Linked DNA regions of Danio rerio: region 1 is linked to region 2. The links are chromatin contacts, called in public HiChIP or PLAC-seq maps. All regions are on one chromosome and are shown on one strand. The core of a region is the stretch at or near the end of the contact, and the rest is flanking DNA. Distances in the headings are between cores, read along the strand shown. Region 1 holds the start of xpot (exportin, tRNA (nuclear export receptor for tRNAs)). Region 2 holds the start of tmem181 (transmembrane protein 181).

Region 1 (7,273 bases), core at 2,071-4,570, 290 kb before region 2:
GATAAGTGTTGTCTGTCAATAGAAAAAAATAATTATTTTATTTGACATTTATGATTTTTAAAATGTGTTATGCATGTGACATCTCTCCATTATGGATTTAACATGTGAAATTGCTACTTGTGTCTGTCAACAATTTCAAACTATTTCATTCAATTTAATTGACCAGAGACATTTCTGTGCATTTTACAGTACTGTAAAAACAACTTAAAAAAGGGTTCGTTATTTTAGTGAAAACTATTGTTTTCATGACAAGGTTGAAATTTGCATAAAATTGTTCATAATAGGAGATACACCAATGCCATGGTTCAGTTTCCTTTGCTAAGGGGGCAGGGTTTGAGCTGTGGCACCAGCAACGTTATGGACCACTAAATTCACTTTGACGTAATATTAGCAATAATTCAACTTAAAAACTTTATTAACATTATGTACTAGGGTTGGGCCGATAGACAATGTCATCGTCCATCGCCGATGGCCAATAAACAACACGATGCTGAGCCAGCATCGCCAAAAATACACACTGAGGCCCTGTTTACACTAATACGTCTTTGTATTTAAATGCCATTTTAGAACAAAAATGATTCACATCCAGTGTTTCACCTAACATTTCTGAACAGTCCTCCGTGAAAATGCACATCACGTGACCACACAGCCACACACACTGTCATGCACCCGTCTGAGCTCGAGAGAGCAGTGCACATCGGACAGTTTATCAAGGATGTACCGCTGGATGGTGTCTCGCTATAGTTCTTAAATTTGATATTTAATTAATCTTGACTCTATCTATAGACTCTTCGGTCTTGTGAATCTATCAGGTAGCGTGTCACAGCATCAGTACACTGCTTCAGTCTTTCACTTTCACACTTGAACTTAGTAATTTCAGTGAAAACCCCAGACACTGTTGGTTGTGCACCTTTTTTACCGACCAACATCCCACGGAAAGTAATTGACAGGTGGTAATTTGTGTGCAACTTATTTATTTGTTATTGGGTAAAACAAAGACCATGCGGATCAGGTAGTTGAAACGGTAGGCTCCAAATAATTAATTTGTTATGAATTAATTAATTATTCGTAAATAATTAATTCACCTCCACCTATGACGAAGATGCCATTGTCCATCGCAATGTTTCAAATTATACATCAAACGATGCCAAATCAGTCGACATCGCCCAACCCTATTATGCTCTGGCTTCATGTTTCTGATTAGTACCATTAGCTAATCTGGGCGAACTATAATGAAATATCTCCACAGCTAAATAGTCAGAAATAAACCCTTTATGCTACCATACGGTACAACTGGATTGTTCCAAAATGCAAATACAGTATCTGTGTAGCTATCTATCAAGTGTGTATTTTTCCTGTTTAATAGCAGTATACATAGCTGCTGTCTCTTTAAAAAGTTGTGTATGAATCAACAGCCCCCTACACCTTTAAGTGTTCTTTTTTTTGTTAGACGCCTAGCTCATAAACAAGCATGCAAGCTTTGAGTGTGTGAATTGTGCTAGCGTCTGTCAATGTGCATGTTTTTTGTGCTCACCCTCTGCCTGTAGCAGGCGTCAGCGTTGGGGTTCAGTCCCATGAGGGCCTGCTCGTCCATGATGGCAGGTAACGCCGACTCGCAGGCCATACGTGGGTTAGCTGCTGTCCTCGATCACTTTATTCCAAATCTCCACACAGGACACACACATCTGAAAAAGACACACACACCAAAATCAAAGTCAACACTATTAAGAATGCAAGTTGTGATCAGTGGACAATATCATGTTGACACTCATTCATTTTTATTCAGACTACTTTTATTAGCCACAGCGGAATGAACCACCAACTATTCCAGCAAAGTTCTACACAGCGGATGCCTTATTAGCCGCAACCCAGCACTGGGAAATATAATGTTGACATGCAACAGCTAATGTTATAACTGTAAATATAATAATTTCAGACAATATTTTTTTACAAGAGGATTAAAATGTAATTTTGTAATGAGCTCAGGTCTGTTTTGACACAGAGAAGATTGCTAAAAGCCTAGTATGTTTTTAAAAAAAAAAACCTAAATGCAAACATTTTACGCTTGTATTTAAAAAAATGTGTTTGTTTGCCCACCGACAAACCACAGCAGGATAAAAAAACAGGGGTCTCGAACTCAATTAATGGAGGTCCGCCAGTAGTCTTGAACACCTTAATTAGTTGGATTAGCTGTGTTTGATTGGGGATGCAGTGATAAAACAATGAAAACATACAAAACTTTTCTTACAGTTCACTCATTTATGAGAATATTTTATAATAAACTATTTTATTTTATATTTTAGCTTAAGAATACTTTGCATTGAGGGTTAAAGAAATCCTAAAAAGCACTAAAACATGCTTAATAAATAAAACAAATACCCAATACCATCATGAACATGATTTATTCTCAATTACAATGTGAATGTAAATAATAAAAGGCTGGTTGATAATGCAATTCAATTTTAATATATATCTAGGAATAATGAATGACCTCTCCAGAACAACAACAGACAAATGACCGGACACACACAGGCTGAATCAGCACTCTCCTTTATTCTTTAACCACAACACCATGTTATGGGATGGTGGTAGTTTTAGGAGCTGTACCATAGTTATACTTTAATATTTAGACAAGCACGTATTATTCCAGGTATGAATACATATTGTAGTACTCCATTATCATGACATACGATCTGACAGATACACAACACTTTTCTGATGCAACACGGGCCCAATAGTGAGTTTAATCAACCCCATATAGCCCACTAACACAAAAAACTTTTCCACATTCACAGTACTATTACATTTAGCTCAGATATTTGCTAAACTCACGGTTATGTTGTCATATTTTAAAAACAACCGACTTGCTTCTGCGCGCTCACGTTGCTAACCGACCAGCGTGTCACGCGCGTGCGGAATCTCAGTGAACGTGGCGTGACAGACCGAGAAAACACAACGAAATAACGACAAACATCCGCCGTACAGCTAAACCGACGAACATGTGTGCCGTTAAATCGGTAGACTGATGAATTATCAGCTTAACGGACTGATACGCGTGTTGTGAATGTGATGGTCATGACGGCTCGTGCAGGCGCGCGCTGTCACACAAAAGACTCGCCCGAAACTTCAATCCAAATGAATAAAAACGTGCGGCGACGGTGTAAATTAATAGATGAAGCAAATGTTACCACAGCTTACCGTGAACTTTACCGCTCCATCATCATCCGCCCCGCTCCGGGCACTCAGTGCGCATGTAACAGATCGAACAGTGGCGTGTCTGGCCGACCGGAAGTGCGGCGCACGAGAACAGGAAGAACTTCAAGCACAGGAGCGCGCACGCTTCACGTAAATAAAAGAGGGCAGAAAACCACATTTGCGTGTGTGTGTGTGTACAGCAGAGTGCCTATATATAATTTATATTGTATTCTGTAGTCTTTGGGTTCAGTATGCGGCTAACTTTTCCATGACTGTTACATATGTCATCTTACAATGCATAAATGTTAGTTATGTTATAATAAAAACAAGAGATGCAATAAAGAAAAACAAACAAAAATACAAATAAAAAACAACATTTAAGAAATGTAGCGGTTTTATTTTATCTTTATTTAAAATAAAAACGATAACTGCAACAGAATTTATTACAGGGCAGCGATAAGAACTCCTTTCTAAGGCCCTGTCCTCTTATAACACTGTCTGTAACTCCCATCTCAAATCAATTTGTGGAAAAGAGCTTGGGGTGGATATTTTGGAAGAAGAATGGGAGATAGATTGATCTCTAGCCAATAAGCTTTCAGTTTGCAATAGGGCCAGAGCCATTCAACTCGGGAACCTTCAAAGAATTTATATCACATCTCAATTAAGACATAAATTCAGTGCAATCCACTCACCTCTATGCAAATCAAATATAGGGGATTATATTCATTGCACATGGTAGTGTCAGGTGATTCAGGCCTATCGGCACAGAATCGTAGCCCAAATAAACAACATTTTTGGTCTGGACATGGATATAGACGTTCTGTCCCTTCTCCTGGGTTTTAATTGCAAACTAATTAGGAACAAGTAAGAACAATGACTTTTCTGCCTGTTAACTTTTGCTGCCAGAAAGAACATTTAGATGTCATGGATCAATGATAAGCCCCCTTCCATGAAGGATGGCAGAGAGACTATCCCCCTGTAATACTTAACATGTCTCAGCCACTCCACAACTGATATCTGCACAATATAAACCTTGCTTTATGTGACATTTTGAAACTCGTAATGACATAATGTCTGTACAGACATTAATTCACATGTGTTTTCATCAAACTTCTCCCTCTTCCTGCCATATTGTATTATTTGTAGCATAATATCTTATGGCTTTGGCCATATGTATATTTTCGTATATGCAGTTATGTTTTGTGTCAGGCATTTTATGTTGTGTTTGTATTTTTGTTTTGTGAATGACTAAAAGGGAAAAAACTAATAAAACATGTTTAAAAAGAACTGAAAATTGAAAATAACGAAAAATAATAGAGATATTTGAGTAATAATAAAAATAAAATACTAATAAATATCCCAATCATTTCCCTTCTCTCGCATTACAAATCACTGCTGTTTAACAGATCTGTTGTGTTTATTTCTGTCCACTAGAGGACTCTGTTCACCAAACAATGACACACAAGTCGAATGATTTCTTAATGAACAGAACTGGATTTCATCCACTGTTTAATTTTGCTTGAATAGTAATATATCGTTAATTGAGCATTTATAGGTGTTCAGATCATTATTTCAGATCCAATATTTTAGATCTGAAACACACATTCAAGTATTCAGTTTAATTCCTTTACCCATGTCTGTAGATTTCAGTCATGAAAGTTGCTGAGTTTGAGTCATTGACATTTCTATTTTTCTTTTCGTCATTTCTACTTTAGCAGTAAAACTTCAAAGATACCCCAAGACAGATTATACAAGAACTTTTACATCAGACAGAACAACATTTTTGCAAAATATTAAGGCATTTATGTTTTAAGAGCATGTTGTACATTAAACACTGTTTTTTCTGATAGTCCTTGTAAGATGGAGATTAGTTAAAGCTTTATCTTTATCTCTCACAGGAGCTGTTTTGATGTCTACAGACTCAGTTGTGTGGGTTGCCAAATGTCCTGTATTGGCCTAGATGTCCGGTATTATTCAGAGCTCTTTTGATTTTTCCCCTTTTATAAACTGCTATGCAGATTGAACAACACAAAGTGTTCATCTTGACACTTGAGGATGATGCATCTCTATTGTCTACAGAAGAGTTTAGATGATACTTTCCTCTCAGATGTTCGCTGTATACCAGCACAAGCAGCAACCTGTGTCCTATAATCATACTATAAATATGGTGTTAAATATGGCTAAACGATACAATGCGAGTCCATGAAAGAGCTCAATAGCAAATGACATGACTGTACACCTGAAGAAAGTTGCAAATTATAAACTCAAGCACGAAAAATATGATTGTGAGGACACATAAGTGCGCTGTGTGGACACAAACAAACACTGCAAGCAGCACCCATACGCGATTAATTACACTATTTTGGGGAAAAAAAGGGTGGAGCTAAAATGCCTATGTGTTAGCATAACAGCAGATTCAATATGGCTGCTTCTCACTCAGGGCTGTTTATGCTAATGAGTGAGAGATGGTCACTAGTGGGTGGGGCTTTCTGTCTCTGATGACACATACAAAGGCACATGCAAATTTTGACTATTAAAAAATTATTAATACATTTTTACCATTAGAAGCTGGTTATATTTACACACCTTTGCTGCACAACTGTGTTTAAACACCTTATAAAGGTGTTTTTTTTTGCATAATAGGCTCTTTAAAACAGGGCCCTGCGAGCCAAAGTCCCTTTCTCTCAGTGTAAACCCGCACATGTTTATTTAAAGCAAAGCTTTTTCATGGAGGCCTGTGGAGCCGTGTTGAAAAGCAGTCGCTCACACTGCCTCACTTCTGCGCTGAAGAGCGTTGCATGCAGGTACAGAGGAAGGAAATCCTCTCAACCAATAATCCTGGGTAATTTCCACGGCTCTGCAGCTGCCGGCCAGCTAAACTATACAGATGTTTCCCACGATCCAGAGCCGATCGATTTCCCTCCTGGAGGCAGTAATTGTGTGATCCGACAACACAAAAACTGCAGTACAGACTCGAGTCATGCTTTCTTCTTCCTCTGAACAAACCGCAGCCACTGATAGTCCTCTGTGAATGTGAAAATCAGCCTTGGCTTTGCTCAGTAATTTGGTCAATTAAATAACACACACCGTCCCTGAAGACTCAAGAAAAACACGTCCTTTCTTTAACTCTGAAGAGCAGGAGGGCTTTCTCTCACATGTCAGACAATACCATAGTCAGTTGAATACATAGTGTTTTTGATCATAGTGTATTTGAACTGGAGCAGACAACAGATATTTTTAAATGTGTAAAATTAAAATGACTTCTGAGACTGAAGGTTACATTAAAAGATACACAAAAAGTTTTCGTTACAAAAACACTATAATTATAAAATACTATAGTAATTTATGGCCGATGCAATGTTTTTGAGCCATACTAAAATACTTGAACTAATCTGTTGTGATCATTCTACAGTTGCTATGGTAACACAAGAACTACACCAATTAATCTGTTGTGGTGATTCTACAGTTGCTATGGTAACACAAGAACTACACCAATTAATCTGTTGTGATGATTCTACAGTTGCTTTGGTAACACAGCAACTACAGTAATTAATCTGTTGTGGTGATTCCACAGTTGCTATGGTAACAAAAATTACTCCAATTAATCTGTTGAGGTGACTACAGTTGCTATGGTAACTTAACAATTACAGCAATTAATGTGTTGTGGTGATTCCACAGTTGCTATGGTAACAACAACTACAGTAATTAATCTGTTGTGGTGATTCCACAGTTGCTATGGTAACAACAATTACGCCAATTAATCTGTTGTGGTGACTCTACAGTTGCAATGGTAACTTAACAATTACAGCAATTAATGTGTTGTGGTGATTCCACAGTTGCTATGGTAATACGACAACTACAGCAGTTAATCTGTTGTGGTGATTCTACAGTTGGTATGGTAACAGCAATACACCAATTAATCTTTTGTGGTGATTCCACAGTTGCAATGGTAACTCAACAACTACAGCTATTGTTCTGATGTGAGGATTCTACAGTTGCTATGGAAACATGACAACTACAATAATTACTTTTGGTGATTAAACAGTTGCTATGGTAACTCAACAACTACAGCAATAAT
Region 2 (7,422 bases), core at 1,837-4,336:
TTTAATTTCTTATGCATTAAATATGCGCTCCAAACTTGTTCTTGATTGAGACATGTTGAACTCGTCTTTCATCATTTGCAGTGTTTCCAAATTGCATTGTTTGTAAATTTTCTAACCAATTTTTATATCTGTGTTTTATTATTTTCTGTAAAGCCGCTTATGGCCATGACATGTTGACATTAAATGGTTAAAAGAGATGTATTTAAGGTATCATTATATGCAGCATCCCTAATTTATTTTCTTAAATAGGGAGAGTTCTCTACTTATATATCATATTTAGAGGAATAATGTGCATTAAATATGTATTTATGCATTATAAAGCTTGAAGCATTAGAATCGGTACTCGGTATCGGCCGATCACCATGACAAGGAATCGGTATCAGCTGCAAAAAACCTGATCTGAGCATCCCTAACAAATATATGACCAACTAAAATGCTCATTAAACTTGCCACTGCACATAATGAGGCTTAAAAAGCAATAGTTTTATTAAAAACAAGAAGATCGGAGTTCAAATTTTACAGTCAACAAGACACATGAAACGCACACGCACACACAGAACAAGATCACGCCCACATTATCCACCCACCGGACACAACAGCAAACACGAGACACACAGTGCGTCCTAAACACCAAAAAAACAAGCAACTCCAAACACACACAGTTATTTATTCAGCACTGTAAACATTGTGTGAAGCGGTGTAAAATCACTTCCGCTCACTCAAACATGTGTACGCTCAGAAACAGAGGCCGCAAAACCCGCCCCGAGCGCATACGAGAGTGTCTGTGTGTGTGTTTCACGAGTTAACCATCATCCGCACACTTACCGCTCCATCGCGTTGATTTTATCCCACCGGCGACGGAAATAAATCAGAGAATACTGTTCGCTGGCGGCGCATATCCGCACACATCAGCCCACTGACGTCACTCCTCTCAAACCACGTGACCTCCACCGCAGTGCGCATGTCAAGTGCGTTATTAGCTGTACTATCAATAAATAGATATAGATAATATTCTGATGACTTTTGGAAACAGGGTTCAGAGTCGATTTTAATTTATTCAACAAAAACAATGAACTTGAATGTATGATTCTTCTTTAAATCTTAAAACTGGCTGTAATACAGTCGAGAATGCTTTGAAATTGATCATTTTTCCTGGAAAGTTTGACATACACGAAGCAAAAGTAATGTCTATAACTCCCTCCTTTAATTTCTTTCTGTAAAGATAAAATTATATTTATTTTAAACTTCTTTGACCTCAATTATAAGAACTTAAAAAGGCTATTAAGCATCTATTATGATTTTAAAAATCTGTACAATTTAATATATCAAATATGATGGTTGACTCCTAAATAATTAATAGATATAGATGTGTTGCTGAAATTTAGCTCGTTTCAGCACCTCTTTATTGTAGCTGTGATTTTTATGTTTTTTTTATGCTTTTGACTTTATAACGATGTTTGACTCACTTTTATTTTCAGTTTTTATTTGTACATTTTTATCATTGCCATATATAATTATTTCCCTATTAATTATTGTATCTATACACTTATATGTACACGGTTTTGGGCTTAATAATAATAAATAAATAAAAACAAGGACTGTATCTGTTTAACAATTAATATTTTTCTGCGTTTGACTCGCTCATCTATAATAGAGAACAGTGGTTAGACTTCATAACCGGTGTATTGACTCACATTTACAGTAAATACACCTCTTTATTGTAGCTGTAATGTGCTTCCTCATGAATAAAACAATGCTGTAAACCTATTAAACACCAAAAGACTGTAACTATCCATTTAATAAATAATATTTTATGCTTTTGACTTGTGTTGTGTTTGACTGATATTTAAATTCCTGCGCACGCCATTTTAATTTGTTTGTTTGCACATGGAAACATAGACAATCTGAAGATTTAGTAAATAAATAATAAGTTAATAAATAAGTAAAATAAAAATTAATAAATAAGCATTATTTAATGTTTTGCATGTTTAATAAATATGTACCTGTTGAAGCTCTCGTTCCTGTACACCTTCAGACCAAGGACTGTCATTTCCTATGCGAGTAATTTTTGCTCTATCAATATGTATAATAAAAATAAATATATAACAAGGACTAAAACTATCCATTCAACAAATATATTATTTCTGCATTTAACTCACTGATATATAATAGAGAACAGTGGTCATAACCAGTAAATACACCTCTTTATTATAGCTCTTATGTGCTACATCATAATTAACAATATGATGGCCTAATAAACACCCAATACTCCAACTCTGTTTTAGAAAAAAATATTTTAATGTTTTACACCTCTTTATTGTAGCTGTAATGTGCTACATCATAAATAAAAACAGTCTAATATACACTAATTACTCGAACTATCCGTTTTAGAAAGAATATTTATACTTCTAACTTCATATCCACGGTGTTTGGCTCGCATTTAAACTCACGCGCACGCCATTTTAACTCGTCATTGTTTGTTAGTTTGCGCGTGAAAACAGATAAACGATCTAATATAGTGAATAAAAGCATTATTATTGGTTAGGTATGTTAAATAAATCTGTACATGTATATTCTCTCGTTCATGTACGCTGTCAGTTCATCCTTTAGGTCGGTACAGATTGTTTAAGGATATTTTTATCCGTTAGGCTTGATGACCGGTGTAACGTTACTGACTCACATTTAAATTCACGCGCGCGCCATTTTGACTCGTCATCGTTTGTTTGTTTGTTTGCGCGTGTATCAAACACACAATCTGATGATTTACTGAATAAAAGCATTATTGTGTGTGGTGTTTGTACCTGTAGAATCGCTCATTCCTGTACGGCGTCAGCTCCTCCTTCAGCTCATTGCAGGCTTCAGTGATGTTCCTGCAGAAGCGCTTCATTTCCCCGACCAGCGGGTTCTCCATGCTGCAGAACTCGGCCTCCACCCGCTCCATCTCCGCTGGAGGTAAATAAATGGCGTTTCACGGTTGTTTCTGGCGGCTCTGTTGACTGGAAATGCGGACGAAGCGCTTCAATGGTGCAGGTTCGAGGATCTGCTGAGCGCACGAGCACACAGGGGCGCGCAGGGGGCTGTCACGTGACCACAGGCGTTCAGGACCACGGACAGGGTGAAGTCTAGAAGAGATACAGCTGCGGATACTCGCATCAATAATGCAGCATCATATTTGTGATTCTGTACAACAATAATGAATATTTTGCGGATACTCCCATAGTTTTTGTGACTGTAAAACAATAATTAATATTTTTACATTACTGTGAGGGTTTGGGTAAGGGGTAAAGGTTATTAAAATACAATGTAATGTGTAATTTTAATATATATAGTGAATAATACTCAACAAAGTTACTGTTTTAAATTACTGTGAGGGTTTGGGTAAGGGGCAGATGATATTAAAATGCAATTTAATGGGTAATTTAATAAATATAGTAAATAAAACTCAACAAAATGACTGTTTAACATTACTGTGAGGGTTTGGATAGGGGTAGACGGTATTAAAAAACAATTTAATTTGTAATTTAATAAATACAGTGAATAATTCTTGGTATAATTACAGTTTTACATGACTGTGAGGGTTTGGGTAAGGGGCAGACGTTATTAAAATACAACTGAATGGGTAATTTAAAAAAATATAGTGATTAATACTCTGTATAAGTTCTGTTATACATTACCGTGAGGGTTTGTATAGGGGTAGACGTTATCAAAATACAATTTATTCTGTAATTTAATAAACATAGTGAATAATACTCTGTATAATTACTGTTTTACATTACTGTGAGGGTTTGGGTAAGGGGTAGACGTTATTAAAATACAACTGAATGGGTAATTTGATGAATATAGCGAATAATACTCAGTATAATTACTGTTTTACATTAGTGTGAGGGTTTGTATAGGGGTAGACGTTATTAAAATAAAATTAAATAGGTAATTTGATAAATATAGTGAATAATACTCAGTATAATTACTGTTTTACATTAGTGTGAGGGTTGGGTTTAGGTTTTGGGTAGGAGTAGACGTTTATAAAATACGATTAATGGGTAATTTAATAAACAATATAAATAATTTTAATTAACTTCTGGTCGCAGCTGTATCCCTTCTAACAACAATGTGGAACCTGCAGATGTTTTAGCCAACCGTTGAGTCTATTTACTTGCGTGAATGTACAGAAAAATATATATGCATTCAGTTTTGTATTAATGTCAGAAGTATTATTGAATAACATGTAAATCTTTGTAGTATTTATGTACAATTAAGTCATATTTTCTGTCATTTAGTAGACATTTTATATGACATACTTGCTTTATGTACCAAACAAGTGGATTTAATTGGATTGTATTTAGTTAAACTCTTAAACCATAAATATAATTACAGACATAAAGCACAAATCCACAGATATTTTACAAAATTCTGTGCAGAAATAGCAAATAATGTTCGCAGATTCTGTCTGGCCTTGCAAATGACCAACAAATCTGTTGTTTTTCTACAGCTGTAGGGTATAAACACAGCAATACACCAGTTTACTGTAGTCAAAACTACAGTACACTACAATATCTATTACAGTTGATCGGTTCACTATAGTTAACACTACACTATGCTTAAAAAGTAGTACATACAATAAGTATAATACACTAATTTTACTACCTAAATGTCAGTGGATCTGCTTAATATTGCAAAATTAACTCCGTAACAGAGGAGAGATCATTCAGCCTGTACACTTTATTGGGCTACACACCGACAAAAGGACACGATTCAGCTTTTGAGGAACAACAAAACTGTTCATTACAGTACAATGCAAACCCTAGTGCATAGGCTTCAAGTTAGTCACGCCTAACCCCGAACCCCAGAGTCTGTTTACAAAAGAAGAGTCAAAAAAAGGGGGAATTAGCAAAGCGTAAGATTCCCCTGAATATACAATATAGAGCAAAGAAACAGGTAAAGACACTTCAGAAAAGGTAACTAAATCAATGTGTAACTCTCCTGCCAGCAGTCACCTCAAAACCAAACGGCATCATGGGTGTTTCACTTCAGACAGAATGGACACAAGGTTGAAATGCTAAAACGTGTTGCAATTATAACAAACAATGGCGTGCGTCTCCAAAACCGTACCATGCTCACCTCTAAACAAACACTTGTGTTATTCTTTAAAGTCTTCTCCAAGCATGCCATACGAACGTTCATTCACCAAACGACTCCTCCGTCCCCAAAAGCACCACTTTGACCTATTCCTACAAACACAGGGCACATTTTGCTGGATTTCATGTCCAGTAATTGTACAAGAAAACCCAATCCGCACGCTGTGGACACACGTGTGTGTGAATGGATTGTGTAACAATCTCAATCCTTTCAGTGATAAAAGACTCATCCATTTGTTGTGTGAACACGCAAACCGGACTGTACAAAAACACACGTGACGAGCCCATTCAAGGTCACTTGACTACACCACAATCACCAACACACACCTTCAAAACTGCAGAAAACACACCGAAGCCCACCGCCTGCGCATCCGTCATCCACGTTATATACAACAACACCAAGCTGAAGAATCATTTGTACACAAATCACAGATTAAATGCCATGTTAGATCTCGTGTATCAGGAAATCCGACGGTAACGAAAGCATTAGTCTTGACGATATTGCACAACAAACAAGACATAAATAAATAAATAACCAACTACTGATTTGTTTCAGTTCACCATCAGGGTCGAGTCCAGAAATCCTGGTGAAGGAGCAAAAATATTAAACCCCCAAAAACAAAGCCTCTTTGTGTTTGGGTCACTCTTTACAAAAGACGCAAGACACACACACACACACACACACACGATGTAATGGTTCCCGAAACAAACACTGCCAAACCATTGGAAAACATTGAAATGTAATGACCTTTAAATTCACTTTCTGCAGAAGTGGGACTTGTCTACTCGTGCTGCATCGCTTGCTTGTCAGTCGAATAATAAAAACAAAGAGTCGCAATCATTAATCCTCCATTATCAAAGGCAAAATGATTAGTCCTCCTGTGAAATTTTAATTTCTTAAGTATTGATTTTTCCCCCAAACACATTTTTAAGCATTAATTTATTTTGTTAATAGCTTAACCAGGATATTTAGGTTGACTAGGGAAGTCTACAGTGCTTGAGGAATTAAAAATCCACCGGAGGACTATTAATTTAGTCTTCAACTACATTTATCAATCATTGCTGTTCCTCACGAACCTACTGCTGAATTTCTATGTGAACTCTAACACTGTGATATTCTTAGCACTGATAACAAAAGGTGTCGCACAAATACGTCGTTATCCAAAAATAAAAGGTATGAAATGACACTGTTGAAACACGGTAGAAAAATATCTCCTGTTTGCTCATGTTGAGGTGGACTAAATGTGGCTTGAGAGCCATTACACGAAATCACTTCACAGAAGCGTCAGCAGGGGGCAGTCACTTCATTTTAGGAGGAGTGGGATGCGAGCTCTGATTGGCTAATCTTACCTTCTGATTTCTCAGAAGGACAGAGATGTACAATTAGAAAGGATGTACACGACGATAAAAATAACGTGTTCGTCAAATATAAAATGACACATGCGGGGTGTGCTAAAAAACAAAAAGAGCGGATGAACAATAGTGACTAGCAAAGAAAGGAACAAACATGAAATCATGGATCATCAGGATTGATTATTCACTAAAAACATCAAGAGTGCTAATGAATACTGCATCAATGGTTTCACCGTTGAGCTTATTCGGTTTTCTGTCTACCAAAGCAAGTCCATCCTTACAGAAATACCTAGAGCGTATCAGCTACAGACTGCATATTCAGTCTTACTATGTCTTATTAAAATACACGTTATGACTGCAAGCCAAGAAGCATCTAATTAGATGCTAGCAATTGATCTCCAAGGGTAAAGTCCCTGGAGTTTAGATATGACCTCCTGGAAGTGTGACAAACATTAGTATCCTAAGCAAAACAAGAAAAAGGAATTAGTAATGACAGTATGTTGTACAGCAATAGATTTCAGTGCCCAGTAGTACCTCTAACACTCGGAAAATGTGGCAATAACTTCCCAGATGTAGTTTTCAAGTATTAGTACTGCATCTTTAACTGGGAGAATTACTAAAAATCAACAAAAGAGCAAAGAAAGAAATGGTTTAATTGGCTAAAACGTTCCTGCCCAGTCGATCACTTGAGGCGCTGGGTGACATTAGCAAGTGCTACAGCAAAAGCTTGCACAGCTGAGAAGGGGTACTGAAAGTCCAGGATATATGCGTTCCCGTCGATCCTTCCGAACTGCATCACCTAGGCAGAATAAAGCAGGTTAGAAGCGAACAACTGCATAAATTCAATAAACTCAAACAGAATCTAAAGCTTATTTGCATACCTGTCTCCCCTCAAGCTCAATCTGGAAGTTCTTTGCTGATTCCTGTGTGACTC

The links. HiChIP or PLAC-seq counts read pairs in DNA pulled down with a chosen protein or histone mark.
Region 1: a contact with region 2 is called in an H3K4me3 HiChIP or PLAC-seq map of pancreas, with 6 times the contacts expected there. The contact joins the promoter of xpot here to the promoter of tmem181 in region 2. A contact is called at or near these places in 2 of 4 datasets of contacts at active chromatin or transcription factors (embryo and pancreas).

The regions. Positions count from the first base shown.
Region 1 is chr4:897,170-904,442 of GRCz12tu, reverse strand. It overlaps xpot (exportin, tRNA (nuclear export receptor for tRNAs)), which reads right to left and starts at 3,320. Exons shown (of 25, transcript NM_001044852.1): 1 at 3,199-3,320; 2 at 1,535-1,685. The coding sequence starts at 1,624.
Region 2 is chr4:609,181-616,602 of GRCz12tu, reverse strand. tmem181 (transmembrane protein 181) reads right to left here and starts at 3,086. Exons shown (of 17, transcript NM_001044840.2): 1 at 2,802-3,086. The coding sequence starts at 2,941. It overlaps tulp4a (TUB like protein 4a), which reads right to left. Exons shown (of 14, transcript NM_001045095.1): 13 at 7,370-7,422; 14 at 6,972-7,287. The coding sequence ends at 7,171.